2 separate regions of the Mus musculus genome follow, and region 2 is linked to region 1. The links are chromatin contacts, called in public Hi-C maps. All regions are on one chromosome and are shown on one strand. Each heading gives the region's core, a stretch centred on a gene start, on an enhancer-like site or on the middle of the called end of the contact. The rest is flanking DNA. Distances are from core to core; before and after follow the strand shown. Region 1 overlaps Sobp (sine oculis binding protein). Region 2 overlaps Pdss2 (prenyl (solanesyl) diphosphate synthase, subunit 2).

Region 1 (2,700 bases), core at 83-2,582:
TTTCCATGGCCTGGTAGCCCCGCCCATGTCACAAGCCCCGCCCTGTTGCATATTTGTGGCCTTTTGCATTTACACTTTGGTTACTTAATATACATATTAACTGCACACGGACCTGGCGGTTTGATGTGATTTGGGGAACTCAGGCATTTCCTCCCCTGCACACTGAGAATTTCAAGCCTTGGTTTGGGCTGATGATTATTATCGTTGCCATTAACACCAGGATTTGGACGGCATGAGCTTCAGTGGAGTCCGCCCGGTAGCTGGCTGACCTTGTTCTGCTAAAAACTCTGAGATGGTTTCCAGGGCTCCGTGGCCTCCATTTCTCCTTCTATGAAGTAAAATTGTCACATTTTATCTCTAGGGTTCCCTGTGACTCCTAAATTGTATCATCTCTCGAAAATTATTTGCTCCGTATTCCAAGAATAATCTCACGGGATGTAAAGATGTTTTTGAGTCTTGTGTTTTAGCATCTCTCCAGTGCAGAGCATACCCTTTCCTGTTTCTCACAACCACATTTATCGGCAGAGGGACTCCTTGGGGACATAGTGGAAGACAGCTGCTTAACTAGTTCATTGGACAAAATTGAGTTGAACACTGCTGACCAACAAGACAGCTAGTGTAGAGAAGAGAGTTAGATGGCCCAGGCCAGAGCCCCCATCCCCACCCCCACCCCTGGGGATGTCACAGTTTGCAGGGGGCACTTCTAATTGGTTGCCTCTCAGGAATGCCTGACGCTTCAAGAGCCTGTGCTTCTGCTGAGGGGCCTGGTAGCAAACAACAGAAACCCATAAGGAAAAAGAGGTGGGGCCTCAAGTGTGTAGGCCATGTGGGGATAGCATCCGCCGGAAATAATTTGAAAGTTCGGTTTGGACCCTCAGCTCAGGTCCACCATGCATGGGTGATTTGTTATCTGACCACCTTGTGGTCTTGCGTTGTTTCAATGTGAAGAGCTGCCTGTGGCTTGCCTTTGACAGATAATAGTGAGTCTCTCAGACCTCAAACACCAGCGTTCATACGGGAAGGGCTGCTGTGGAGGTTAGAGACCCGTACCTCTCTAGGACCTTGTCTGGCTTTTGAGCGACCCTGGGTGACTCAAAAGACCTCCTCCTGGTTAATCATGTAGTCATATGGAGACTGTGTTGCTGGTTGCAAAGGATGCTGTGGTCTTTGGGGAGGGCGTGGCCCATCGCGCTCGCTCATTATGGTTTTCCAGAGAGGGCTGGAGCTTCTGTTCCTCACACAAAGCTGGCAGACCTGATCCGGAGCAGACTGAATGAAGCGCTCTGAAATCATGCCGCGGAGTCCACAGCTCTGGGATTCATCTTAGAGTGAGCTGGCACCAGAGCTGCAGCTCTCTCACTTCTGACCGGTTCTCTGCAGCTAGACAGGGTGGGAGGAGGTGGGCGGATTGGGTAGAGATTTGGTCCAGCGCATTCTCATGGATCCTTCTCATCTTTTCCCAGGAACACTCGCTCCCAGGGTACATTGCATGGAGAGAGGGCGTGGAGCAAACCATGTCATGCCATCCAGTGACACCAGCTGGTCAGCTCACCACCTCCCTCTGGCTAAAACTCAAGCAAATAACACAGCTTCCGGTCATTAAACATCTTGGAGGAAGTGGCTCTCCCTGGTGGCCTCAAGGCCGGAGAAGCCAGCAGGTCTTGGACCCATCAAGCCCGGGCCCACCATTCCTGCCCACTTCATCTAGAGTCTCCCCAGAAGAACTTAGGGATTTCGCTGGTTTAAAAACAACAACAAATAGCAAAACAAAACACCAACCCGCCACAAGGACCAATGTAGGTATCCTCGCCCCATCTTCAAGGCTCTATGGATGAGGCCGGAGGATGACAGGGACTGGAAAATAAGAACCTTTTATATATATATATAAATCTTTTTAAGAACTGCTGTGGTTTGCTGCTACGATAAGAATTGTGATTTGCTTTTATGGGTTAGGAACGGAACTGTTCACGTTTTGGTGGGGAGAGACGGGATGGTGCTGGAGTTCTCAATGCTTCCGATTCATCTCTGCCCAGCCCACGATGCACTTTTAAATGAAGAGGTAGAATATTTTATCGGCTAATATACTTTTCATGTTATTTTTTACAAAGGCCACCTTTATCCTTTTTGATGCCATATTTTCAGTGTTACACTTTTATGGCTTTTAATTTTCAATCTGCCAGATGCAGGAAGCAGCATGGATAGTTTATACTGTGGTTTTACGGAGACCGAATGCCAAGAGAACTCGGTAAATGTTTATTCTTCTCAGCTTTCTCTTGACATGCCCCTAAACAGCGCCCCATTTGGGAACAGAGCAAGAGTGTTGAACTGAAGACCAAAATGCCCTCAAGGTGTAATATAATCTGAGGGGGAATATTTGCTGGGCGTCAGGAAAGACTGGATGAAATTTCAACCCTGATGGTTTTCTGTGGTCCAGGAAGTCAGCGAGACAATCTCTCTCTGCGCAGAGTCCTTTCATGATAATTAGAATGGTATGGACAAGCCGATGCAAACAAGAGAGAAAGTGAGAAAGATCACCCCGGATTCTGTTTCACTGTTTGCTTTCTCCTGTCATGGTTAAGAGAAATGTGCAATTCGATCCTCAATCAGTGGGTGGAGGATAACAGGGTAGATTTACTTGTGTGCACTTGTACAGTTGTAGCTGCGAGTCCAGAAGTCCTCTAGAACATGTGTACTGGCACT
Region 2 (2,700 bases), core at 87-2,586, 330 kb before region 1:
GCCTCTGCCTCGCAAGTGCTGGCATTAAAGGCATGTGTTATCTGATCCCACTTGCCTCTGAACACATATTGTCTAGGAGTGAGGTAGCAGACAGTGGAGACCTCTAGACACACTTTTCTTCCATTTAACATTGGGGGTTGTTTGCTTGTTTTGTTTTCGTTTGTTTGTTTGGTTTGGTTTGTTTTTTTTGAGGCAGGATTTCTCTGTGACAGTCCTGCTGTCCTTGAACTCACAGTGCTGGGTGCTAGCTGCTGGGTGCTGGATGTTGGGTGCTAGGATTAAAGACATTCACCACTATGCCCAGCCATTTAAAGAATTTATATACTACCACTCACAGTTGGCTGAAAGGTAATTTGTCGATGTCTTTGTTTTTTCCTTTTGTTTGTTTGTTTGTTTGTTTGTTTTTTGAGACAGGGTTTCTCTGTGTAGGCCTGGCTGTCCTGGAACTCACTCTGTAGACCAGGCTGGCCTTGAACTCAGAAATCCGTCTACTTCTGCCTCCCAAGTATTAGGATTAAAGGCTTGTGTCAGCCCTGCTTGGCTTGAAATATAATTTTTTAAAAATAACTTTCTCTTTTCCCATCTTGATTCATTTCCAACCAACAAGAGGCAAGCACATCAGTGTGGCTTGTGCTCTATAATTAACTCCTGTTGCACCTGCCAGCCCATTGACAAAGAGGCAAACTGTCTTAGGTGGCCATGCTTGAAAGACGGGAGCCGTGATGGCTCTCAGCAAGGAGGCAACATATTTATCATTCAAAATTATGGCCCTCCCCCAAGGAATATGTATTACACGTTTGAAGCATAAATAGCAGAGCCCTGCTTAGTGGTCCCTGAGCACACCTGTAAGCCTACATTAATACAGTACCAACAAGCCAGGCAATTTACCGTCTTCAAGAATACATAGATTGTCTAAATGTATTATCTGGGTAAGCCAAACACAAACACAACACTATCAACACACAGTTATCCTACAGGCCAACCAGATGCTCATTCTGGGAAGAGGAAGCTAACTAAGAGCATCTGGTTTCTGGAAAGAGTTAAGCTGGGTCTCTTCTGCCAGGAAAGCAGAGCCAACCTACTAGGAGAGTCCTTCTCCATGTGTTAGAGTCTTTTTGGGTTTGGATATCACAAAAAGGGTTAAAAACACTGGAGACTACCAAAACAGATTAGCAGGACATCTGGGTGCTTCGGCTGTCACCATCAGGGCAGCCCTCGGAGGGAATGCCCATATCCACTCGGGTTATCAGATGGACAGCTGATCAACATTAAACAGACTTGCTCTGGGCAGGCTGCGCTGGGCTTCCTGACATGAATCCCAATGAGAGCCCTCTGCACTCTAGCACTGAGCTCTGCCATTTTTCACTGCGGCAGCTCCCTGGACATATGGGAATCCCTAGTGATGAGCACATAAAGCTGCCTGGAACTCAAGTGACGGCTCATTTCCCCCGGCTGAAGGCAGACATTAATATCCCGAGGAGATCACACCCGCCTCTCTGACCCTCATCTACCCAAGCAAAACCACTGTCCTATTTCCCCATGTAATAAGCTTTTAATGAAGAAACCCAAAACCTTGTCCCTCACTGCAATGCGGTTCTACATGAAAAGGTTATACAAATACATCAGATCTCCTGTCAAAGTTTTCCAAAATCACCGTCCCCCGCCCCACAGGAGAGTACAGCCTGTCACTCCCCCTCCCGGAGAGCTCATTCTTTCTGCTGAGGCCCTGGAGTTCTCTGCTCTGATAATTACGTTCTCCCTGGCATGGCAGGTAGAGGATTAAAGAAGTGATTACAAAGAGCTTGCTGCTAGCTCCATTTTCATTACAAATCCCTCTCGTCCAGGGCTCATCATTTAGACATGAATCTGCTACAGGCACAATGAAGACTGAGAGAAATGACAGTCCAGTGGCAACCTAGATAATACAGCAGCAAAGGGTCCAAGCCACATCAGAATACGAGAAAGCCAGAAACACAGGATGAACTGGACCTGGCACACACGGTGGTTTTAGAAGGGTTAATGGGAAAGATGTATGAAAACAAATAAAGAAGAGAAGCAGACTTTCACCTGTGACTATGGAGACTAATCACAATGAAGGGGATTTGAGTCGTGACCGCCATTTAGCAATGGGCCCAGTGGCCAGTGCCAGGGCCCAGTGAGTTCTGAATGGCTTCAGGAGAGTTTTTCCCTCATGAAGGCAAACAGAGGTTAGGACATAGGAGGGCTGCATGTGAAATAGACTGCAGTGAGCAACACAGGAGGGAGATGTCATTCTGCAAAGACCTCCGTGACTATGTAACAAGAAGCTCTGATGGACAGAAGAGAACCTCGCAGGTTCCATTTAGATGACAAACTGTCCAGGTACAGTAGGAATAAGGGGCTGAAGACCTGCTTCCTATGAAGAATGTCAGGACATAGGCTGTTCAGTTACATGCTTTAAGTTAGCTCATTTATTGTTTCCAATCCACCTAGCTATCTAGAAACACAGCAGTAAATCCTATGTGCCCCAGCATGTCTAAACCAGCCACGTAGCAGACGCAACAGGCAAGCAGTCAGTATTCAGCCAAGCACATGTCCACAGCCCACATTGTCACAGACATTAGGATTCATTTACCTGGTTTTCTGGTGTGTATGTTTTTTAGTGCGATGTGAGTGTGGTATAAGTGTGTGCAGTGTGTGCATACACATGTGAATAGGTTT

Evidence for each region. A called contact is a pair of places that touch in the nucleus more often than the background predicts.
Region 2: a contact with region 1 is called in a Hi-C map of the N1E-115 cell line, with 3 times the contacts expected there. The contact joins two enhancer-like sites. A contact is called at or near these places in 3 of 484 Hi-C or Micro-C datasets (the N1E-115 cell line and nephron progenitors), 1 of 115 datasets of contacts at active chromatin or transcription factors (forebrain) and 1 of 9 other capture datasets (embryonic stem cells).

Annotation. Positions count from the first base shown.
Region 1 is chr10:43,003,178-43,005,877 of GRCm38.p6, reverse strand. It overlaps Sobp (sine oculis binding protein), which reads left to right. Exons shown (of 7, transcript NM_175407.3): 7 at 1,464-2,700. Among named protein-coding and RNA genes, the nearest start is that of Gm5079, 13 kb to the right of the region's middle. Within about 2 kb of position 1,332, at least 29 of the 459 cell types and tissues checked have an H3K27ac peak or open chromatin away from gene starts, as enhancers often do. A contact at or near this core is called in the N1E-115 cell line, where this site is marked.
Region 2 is chr10:43,331,152-43,333,851 of GRCm38.p6, reverse strand. The region is part of intron 2 of Pdss2 (prenyl (solanesyl) diphosphate synthase, subunit 2); the gene reads right to left. The region is part of intron 2 of Gm40631 (a long non-coding RNA gene); the gene reads left to right. Among named protein-coding and RNA genes, the nearest start is that of Gm40631, 10 kb to the left of the region's middle. Within about 2 kb of position 1,336, at least 33 of the 459 cell types and tissues checked have an H3K27ac peak or open chromatin away from gene starts, as enhancers often do. A contact at or near this core is called in the N1E-115 cell line, where this site is marked.